Regions from separate parts of the Mus musculus genome. Here region 2 is linked to region 1. A link is a contact called in public Hi-C data. All regions are on one chromosome and are shown on one strand. Each heading gives the region's core, a stretch centred on a gene start, on an enhancer-like site or on the middle of the called end of the contact. The rest is flanking DNA. Distances are from core to core; before and after follow the strand shown.

Evidence for each region. A called contact is a pair of places that touch in the nucleus more often than the background predicts.
Region 2: a contact with region 1 is called in a Hi-C map of double positive thymocytes, with 1.4 times the contacts expected there. The contact joins the enhancer-like site here to the promoter of Galnt2 in region 1. A contact is called at or near these places in 1 of 15 datasets of contacts at CTCF or cohesin (the NIH/3T3 cell line), 21 of 484 Hi-C or Micro-C datasets (the HL-1 cell line, the N1E-115 cell line, Sertoli cells and 11 more), 8 of 115 datasets of contacts at active chromatin or transcription factors (double positive thymocytes, embryonic fibroblasts, embryonic stem cells and 3 more) and 1 of 9 other capture datasets (adipose tissue).

Annotation. Positions count from the first base shown.
Region 1 is chr8:124,227,957-124,232,657 of GRCm38.p6, reverse strand. Galnt2 (polypeptide N-acetylgalactosaminyltransferase 2) reads right to left here and starts at 1,264. Exons shown (of 16, transcript NM_139272.2): 1 at 1,009-1,264. The coding sequence starts at 1,131.
Region 2 is chr8:124,174,889-124,179,661 of GRCm38.p6, reverse strand. No RefSeq gene overlaps it. Among named protein-coding and RNA genes, the nearest start is that of Gm42054, 19 kb to the left of the region's middle. Within about 2 kb of position 1,866, at least 28 of the 459 cell types and tissues checked have an H3K27ac peak or open chromatin away from gene starts, as enhancers often do. A contact at or near this core is called in the N1E-115 cell line, cortical neurons and double positive thymocytes, where this site is marked.

The DNA of each region.
Region 1 (4,701 bases), core at 15-2,514:
CTACCTCCATTCTTTTCTGGTCGTGTACTGTTACTCAAAATCAAGTAAGGAGGGCTACAAATCTTTGGAAAAGATAACTATATTTCGAAGCTCGTTAGCTAGTAAAACACCACAAACCCCTCAGGAGAGAATACAACAGCCTAGACAGCACCAACCAAGGCAAGGATCCCACGCTCGCTCGGTGTCCACTCGGTACCCAAGCCGAGATGACTGCCGAATCAGAACCTGTAAGCTCTAAGACTCCCGGCCTCACTACCGAACCCACCAGAGACACACACCGAGGAGGGACTTGGGGTTAGGAAATGCGGACTTGGGGTTAGGAAATGCAAGCGCAAAAGGCTAGGTAGTTCCCGCCGCCGTGAGCGGCCAAGGGCCGAGGTGGGCAGTGTAGCAAGTAGAACGGGAGGTCTGACAGAACCACGGTACGACCTCACTGCCGGGGTGCTGGATGGGGAGGATAGGGAGGGATCACGCCTCTGATCACTGGAGCACCAGGGTTCCAGCCCGACCAAGGTCCCCAAGATCTGGGCGCAAGACGAGAGGGTCGCGGGTTCCAGTTGGGCGGAATGTGGCTCGGGGAGCACCGGGTTTCGGGTGACAACGATCCCCAAGATCCCGGAGCAGGGAGTGGGGCTCCGGGGTGATCTGGGCGGAGTACGGAGCAGGGGGCAGGGAGTCCGGCGGAAGGGTTGTCCCTATGATCCCGGCACAGGGAGTGGAGCGCAGTGTCGCCAGCGAGATAACAGCCTCCAAGATCCTGGCGCAGGGCGGTACGTGGCTCCGGGTGCCCGCGCCCCGCATGCGGGAGGCAAGTCGCTGCACCCAGAGCCGCGGGTGAGCCGGACAGGGCCGGAGCTCGCGCCGCTGGCCTGAGGGCCCGGAGAAAACTTGAGGCGCGCGTCCCGGCCAGGGTCCCCACATCTGCTGCCCCGAGCCGGGGAGCACTCTCGGTGCACGGCGCCTCCCCGCTGCAGGCCCGGGTCGGCGCACAGGCCTCGCGGCACTCACCTTCCTGCCGGCGCCGCCCCCGCCCGCGGCCAGCGCGGAGCCGCCCCCCGAGTACATGTAGTAGGCGATGCCCAGGACCCAGAGCAGCGCGAAGCACAGCAGCATCCGCGAGCGCCGCCGCATCCTCGCTCTGGGCGGCCGCCGGGCAGCCTGGCGGCGCGGCGGGCGGAGCGCGCGGCGGGCGGAGCTCGGGGCGGCGGCGCGGGAAGACGCGGCGCTCGGCGGGCGGCGCTCGGCGCTCGGCGCTCGGCGCCCGGCAGGAAGCGGCGGCCCAGCGGCGGGGTCAGGGAGCAAAGGGCGACCAATCGACGCTGAGGGGCGGGCGCGGGGGCGGAGCCGAGTCTCCATGGCAGCGGCGCCCCGCCCACTGCGCGCCCCCGGGAGTGGCAGGTGGAGGCAGCGGGCGCGGACGCGCGGTTCCCCAAAGACTTGGAATGGGCCAGTCTGCAGAGATCGCCCCGGCCCGCCATCCGTCACATTCACTATTTGGGCAATAGTGGGTTCTTGGGTTTTTATTTTTTATTTGTGCTTTCTCTTTTTTAATATAAGGTCTCATCCTATAATCCAGACTGACCTCGAACTCACCATCCAGCCCATGCTGGCCTCAATCTCGCAGCACTCCTTTTGCATCAGACTTCTGAGTCCTGGGATAACAGGAATGCACTGCCCTGTGGTCTGAACAAGACTAAGACAGGGAAGGTAGATTTCAAGGCGCTTGCTTGTAAGGATGACCCTTCCTGCTCTTAAAAGCAAAATGGAATGGTGGTGGTTTTAAATAAACGTGAAAAAGAGGGGAGATAGATGGTAATTTATGTTTTTAAATCTTTTCGGTTTTTTATTGGTTGCTTTCTTGAAGGAATGAGGTGAGCATAGTAACCCACTTAATAGAGCAGGCAGCAGCGAGTTCCCTGACAGCAGCTCTGGTGACTGTAACCTTGTCCATGACCTTGTGACTCTAAGTCCCTGTGTCTGGAAAAGAATTTCCAGTACTTGAGAGCCTGCAAATATTTCTGAGATCTGCCCACACTGCAGGAGGAAGGAACTCCCTGGGCGGCAGTCTGCCCAATCCTGAACAAAGAGCACCGCAAGCCTTGGGCTACCAGGATTCTGAGCCTCACCTGAACTTCAGACTTCTCAGAAGTGAGAAGGGAAAGCCTCTTAGTTCCACCAGACACCCCATTCCTGAAGACACCCCATTCCTGAAGACATCCCATTCCACCAGGCACCCCATTCCACCAGGCACCCCATTCTGCAAACACCCTTCACAGAAGACAGGTTTCTCATACCCTAAGAAGTTCCGTTCCAAGTACTAGAATCCGAGCACTGTACTGACCAGGGAAGAGATTTGTAAAATACTGAAGAGATGACAGGCTTGAAAACACCCAAGAGTCTTGGGGACAGTCAGATAAGTGGGAACAACTGTTGCCCCTCAGAGGCCTGGGAGTGAAGGGAAAGAAGAGGAAGCAGGACAAACCCCAAAGAGCAGGAAAGAGACAAGCAAGTGGCCCCTCCCCCAGCATAGCATCAGCATCAGTATCTGTTGAAAACTGCAGAGGACAGAAGAGAAAGTCCCCACCCGGAGCCCTGCCTCCAAATGCTTCCTATCTGAGAAGTCAAAGGACAGCAAAACTGCTACTACAAAAGCAAAACAGAAAGTTAGTCATATTGCTGAGTGTGGAAGAGGAATCCTAACATTTCATCTGATTATGCTCCCCAACACACACATGCACACACACAGGCACGAGCACACACACACACACACACATTGACTGATGGTGGTTGTGTCACCTGTAATCTCAGCATTCGGGAGGTTGAGCCAGGAAGATTGCTAAATGAGAGACAGAGAGACAGAAACAGAGAGACAGAGACAGAGAGACAGAGAGAGACAGAAAAAGACAGAGATAGAGACAGAAGAACAAGGAGGAGGAGGAGGAGGAGGAGGAAGAAGAAGAAGAAGAAGAAGAAGAAGAAGAAGAAGAAGAAGAAGAAGAAGAAGAAGAAGAGGAAGAAGAAGAAGAAGAAGAAGAAGGGGAAGAAGGGGAAGAAGGGGAAGAAGAAGAGGAAGGGGAGGGGGAGGGAGGGGGGAAGAAGAAATAATAATTATAGTCTGGAGCGATGGCTCAGCAGTTGAAGTACTTGCATGTGAGGACCAGGAGTTAGAACCCCAGGAACCCACCTAAAATGTGGGCAGGCTTGGTAGCCTACCGTGATACTGTGCATGGGAGGTAGAGGCAGGTAGTCTCCAGGGCAAGCTGACTAGCTCAACAAGCTGAGAACCAGCAAGCTTTGGTGTAAGTAAGAGACTCGTTTCAGTACATAAGGTAAAGAGCTGTCAAAGGCCACACCACAGGTCAACCTCTGGCCTCCACACATACACGTATGCATGTATGCCATGTCCCCACCCAACAGGAACATGTAAGCTCTGGCCTTTGTGTGCATGTATGAATACATGCACAATCAAACATGCATATACACATGTGCACACTATACACACATCACATACAAAAAGGGAAGGATGGGGAGAAAAGAAAAAGGTCAGGAAGGAGGGAGGGAGGAGATTGGAGATGAGAAAAAATAAGTTAAAAGCTTCAGATATAAGTTGTTGAGAGCCAGGGAAGAGGAGCCAAGTCCATTGAATTGGAATCCCTGAGAAGGAAACTTTAAAAGTAAAACAAAGTTTGATATTAAGATGTTAAGATCTGAGCTGGTGGTGGCACACACCTTTAATGTCAACAAGCAGGAGGCAGAGGCAGGTAATCTCTAGATTCAAGGCCAACCTGGTCTATTGAGAGAGTTCCAGGACAGCCAGGGCTACACAGAGAAAGAAACCTTGTCTCAAAATAACACTATCATCCTCCGCACACACACCCCAAAACGTTCACCTCTGCTGGGATGTAACTCAGGGCTAAGTTCTTACCTACCATGAGCAAGACTCCGGATTTGAGCCCAACATCATCACCCTCTGAAAGTACTTTCCAGTTTAGTAGGCATCTTTCAACAATTTTCATCTGCAAAGTACTCCAGGAGTAAAGGAAATTTCAACACTACACATCAAAGGTGAATCCCATGCACCTTGGGGAAAATGGTGTGGAATAGCCAAGACATACCTTAGCGCTTGTATTAGATACCTCTTACTTAAACCAGCCGAAGGCCTCAGTGCCTCAGTAGCTAACGTGTTTGCTATGCCAGTGTAAAGAGCTGAGTTCAGATCCCCAGGAAGTCTGACAAGGCAGTGCATGACTGGACTCACAGCTGTTCCTCTCATGAGGCGGGAGATGGAGATAGGAGAATTCCCAGAAGGTTGCAGGCCAGCTAGCAACAAAGAAACCAAATCTCCAGCAGGGTGGAAAGTGTGAGCCCACACAGGAAATAATCCTCTAATCTTCACATGCATGCCATGACACACACACTTACACATACACATATCACACCACACACACACACACACACACACTGTTATAATTCAAAGGCAAGGAAGACATAAAGATGCAGCAGGCAGGATCACACTTCCTAAGAGAAATGCAAAAAAGTAAGGCAGCAAGAAAATGCATTTACACAGTGTTCAAGGCAAGAATGCCAGCCAAGGACCCCACAATTGGCCTCCAGGCCAATAAACAAGTATGGACTAAGTGTAAAAGTTTGGAAGCCCCACACTGTAATTTTTTTCAAATCCTACTTTTAATGATGGTTCTT
Region 2 (4,773 bases), core at 617-3,116, 54 kb after region 1:
GAGACCATAGCTCTCCTCCTGAAGTCTGTGTGAGTCAGGACTAAGCAGAGAACAGTGGGTCAGGGTGGGGGCGGCAAGCATCTCTATGAGGAAGAGACTGCCACCTGCCCAAAGGCCAGCTCTCCTCCTTCCTTCCTGACTTTGGAAGTGACCAGACACCTCAAGCCCCTGATGGCACACTTTTCCCACCATGATGAGATACCCTTCCTTCCTGAAGATGCTTCTCATGTCTCGGATGATTTTGTCACAGAGATAAATAACTAGTGCACTGGCTGTGGGCCCTTTCGAGCACACTCCAACCTCAGGGACTTGTTCCCTGCTGTCCTCTCTACACTGATCAATCTTTGTTCAGGGCACTGCACAACTTCTGCCCTGCAGAGCCATGCCTGACCCCTGACCCCTGACCCCTGACCCATGAGCAACCTTCTCCCCTGAAGATGCATCACTTACAGCCCAGTAGCTGGCTCACTCCTCCAGCAGAACCCAAGTCCCAGGCTCTGCTCACCTTGTTCGATGCTGCATTCCTTGGACTCAACCGAGTTGCCAGATAAACCGAATGAGCAGTTTATGTTCTTTTTGACGCTATTTTCTTTCTCACCAGATGCATGGATTGCTTCATTTGCTTAATTTCCTCCCTGTTGTTTAACATTTAGGTTGCCGCTGATGTTTTCCTAATATACACACACACACACACACACACACACACACATATATATATATATATATATATATATATATATATATATACACCCTTAATGAGCGCAGCCAATACTCAAGCAGTTCACTCTAGTTCCCAGGATTTGCCTGTAAAAGTGTGATGGTAAATTAGCTCAATGCAATCCCATGGCTCTACTGAAATCCAAGGTGGAGACCCCGGACGGACGCTGAGTTCCCATGCTTTCCAGCCTCGGTGGCACAGTCTCTCACCTTGTCCAGGAAGCAGCTACAGCCAGATCCAGATGAGGAGCAACCCCTCCCAGACCTTGTAAATGCTCACCCTGGGAGAAGCTGTGAGACATGGCCCCCAGCAGGTGAGACCAGTGGGTCCTCACTCCACAGAACTCTTCTCGGCTTCACCTGCTGTGCTGGGCAGTTCACTTCCATTCTGACTGCCCAGGCCAAGTCTGGGTGGAGAGCTAGGCACTTCTCATCTTTTGTGCCAAATACAGTGTGTGGCACATCCTACATGGCAAATAAATACTTGCAAAATGTCCTCAGAATTTATTCCCTGATGGCTCAAAGAACCCTTGCTTGGTGATTCCTGTGCTGGGAGGAGAGCCATTGCCTCTCCTGCACTGTCAGGGCCAGACACTGAGACCAGTGTATCAAGAGGAGAAAAGCCTTATGTGAAATCATCAGATTGTTCCAGAACCCTTCATTCCTACCCTTGGATTCTTTCCCTGTCTCCTGGATCCTGTGAGGCGTCCTCTGGGCTCACTTGCCCCTCCAGGGACACACTGTTGCAGGATATGAATACTTGAACAGAGTGAATTTGAATGATGAATTGTGGGTCTCAGGTGCTGAGCTGTTTTTTACTGCTGTTCTGTGTACTGAAACAGGGCTCTGGAATATTAATGATGTATGTTTTCAGTATCTGGAGTGTATCTGGAAAAGACAGAAAACCCATGAGAGCTGGACCACAGTGCTTGGAGAAGCAGCTTTCCTGAGTGAGTTACATTTGCCTGGCAGCCTCCTAGACAGTAATGTCACAGTCTGGTGATCATCGGCCCAGGTTGCCAACACGCCTGGACCCTTTTACTGAGACAGGAGTTGGAATAGTTAATATTGATCACTCCAAATGTGTTAGGCATTGTTCTATGATCTAGGATCCGTGACCAATAAAAGAAAGCAAGCCCAGCATCTGTCTTCATCTCTCTGCTTCCTGCCTTTGGATGTCCTGTGACCAACTGCTTCCTGCCTGTGGATGCCCTGTGACCAGCTGCTTCCTGCCTGTGGATGCCCTGTGACCAGCTGCTTCCTGCCTGTGGATGCCATGTGACCAACTGCTTCCTGCCTGTGGATGCCCTGTGACCAGCTGCTTCCTGCCTGTGGATGCCCTGTGACCAGCTGCTTCCTGCCTGTGGATGCCATGTGACCAACTGCTTCCTGCCTGTGGATGCCCTGTGACCAGCTGCTTCCTGCCTGTGGATGCCCTGTGACCAGCTGCTTCCTGCCTGTGGATGCCATGTGACCAACTGCTTCCTGCCTGTGGATGCCCTGTGACCAGCTGCTTCCTGCCTGTGGATGCCCTGTGACCAGCTGCTTCCTGCCTGTGGATGCCATGTGACCAACTGCTTCCTGACTTTGGGTGCCCTATGATGAGCTGCTTCCTGATTGTGGATGCCCTGTGACCAGCTGCTTCCTGACTGTGGATGTCCTGTGACCAACTGCCTCATACTGACACTATGACTTTCTTTCATGAGGTTGCACCCTTAAACTGTGAGACACAGTAACTCTCCCTTCCTGAAGTGGTTGCTTCTCAGTTACTTTGTTTCACTAAGGGAGACTAGGCCTCAGCAGGGTCACCCATACCTTGTTCTCAAAGGACAGAACCCTGTGTCCTCGCTGCACAGGAGTGACACACTTCAGAGTCTTTGGTGCCCTTTTGGTAACTGTGCAGGACAAATCTCTGTCCAGGGTGGGCGTGTGTCTATCCAGCCCTTAGGAAGTGGAAAAGATGATCTGGAACAGGACCAGACAATTGGTTACCATGGTTACTAACCACCAGGATGTTTTCCTGTCCTGCCCAGCCTGCCTAGGGCCAGAGGAGCCTGCTCCCATCTCTGAACTTCAATGTTTAGAAGGCACTTCTCTGCTCATATCTATGTCTTCATGTATCTGTCCCTATTGATTCTTCCCTAACGCTAGACAATGACCTTCTCAAGGACAAAGGTCACATCTTCCTTTCCTTTGAATCTGCAATGCCTGACATAGACCCTGGCAGTTCGAGACCAGCTATTATGGACAAATGTTTGTCTAGGAAAAGAAATTCCTACTTATGCATACATTTTATCTGGCCCTTCATACAGTGCCCTGGGTTCTGAGAACAGGAGCCAAGCCAGGCACTGTCTTGGATTTACATCCCAGAAGAAAAGAAATAACTGAAACCCTGCTGCACGGTGCTGGGCAGATGCTGCCAGGTCCTGGGATGTCTTTGTGGAAAAGCTTTTCTCTCATTGCTTGTCCAAGTCTCCAACAAAGCCAAGGATGGCTATACCTGTCACCAAGCTGGCTTGAATCTAACAACAAAAATTCCATGTAGATATAGCTCAGTACAGTTACCAGTCCCCACAAGCTGCGCATCAAATATGCAGATGCATGCAAATTGTCCTTCCCTGGAGGGACTTACTGTTTCTAAGAGCAGACATTAAAGCACAACATTTTAACACAATACAAACGCGTTGTTAGAGCTCAAGGTGCCAAGGGGCATGCAGCGCAGACTCTCACAGGCTTGTGTGGAACTCACCTGCTCAGACGAGCTTCATGACCGGACAGAACAGTGAGTGTTCTGTATGTAAATGGCCCAGGACTGGGACAGCCTCAGGTACCCAGATGTCCTTACAGGGAGTTACAGGGAGCTGGTGGGCAGAGGCCAGGGCTCCTGGCTCCTCGCTAAACCTCCAAGGCTACAACAGCAGAAACATACAGGCTCAGCCTCAAAGAGATGAAGAGACTCATGTGCCTTTTGTCCTACTCAGTGTCCCTCTGCCTTCTTTCCTGACTCTCCCAGGCCCACTGCTCTGGGATCCTCCCCTGCTGCCACTGTGGCAGTTGATTTTCTACTCCTGTTCTCTCCCCCTGCCTTTGCCAGGAGGGCGTTCACTGATACAGCTTCAGGGGTGCCCAGCGCACAGCTCCCCAGGTTCTGGAAGCTAGTCTGGGGATCACATGAAGTGCTCCTAGGTTCCCATTATTCTGTGTCCTGAGTGAATGTTTAGTAGTCACATGGCTCTGGACTATGACAGCTTCAGGTTGCTCACATGTCCTCGGGGGAGGTTATACCTGGTTACTGGGAGCTGGAAAACAGGGCTCCTGGCTCCTCTGGCCTCTGGCCAGCAGCCACGCCTCCAGACCAGATGAGAGTCTGCCCTCGTAAGCCTTGCATACCCATGTACCCCATTCTCAGGATGGTGCTCAGGGTCCACTGTCATCACTCACACACACCACCCCTCACTGTTGTTATACAGGAAAAAGTCTGCTTGGTGAAAGTTCTGAGGCAAAGCCGTTAGAGCGTAGGAGCTACCTGCACAGATCTGTTGCCTTTTCTTTGTCCTACGATGAAATGCAAACTGCTTCACTAGTGTGTCTGGGACACCTGACACACAATAACATCAGTTAATTGAATAGATTGGCCTAATTTCCTGGGTTATTTCATTTGGGTGGCAGATAAAATAGTACTTGGAACTTTCATGGCAAAGTGAGATGTAGCTACATCAGAGAGCAGTGACATCCCACACATCCACGGGCTCTGACTTTGAGATATGTTGTAGTGGCCGATGGACCCTTTCTTAGCCAACCATAAAGATGCAGTAGGTACAGCTCATATTACCAGGATCAGAATATGTAGGTCTAGTTCAGATGGCAGTAGGGCATCAAAGCCCCTTCCTGTACCCATGCCAGAGGGCACTTACCTTTACATTTTTGTTTTATTTTAAAGTGTGTGTGTGTTGTACATGAGTGCACGTGTCTGTGAAGGTGTCAGATCCCTTGAACTTGGATGTTAGGCTTTTGTGAGTTTCCCAATTAGAGTACTAGAAACCAAACACAGGACTT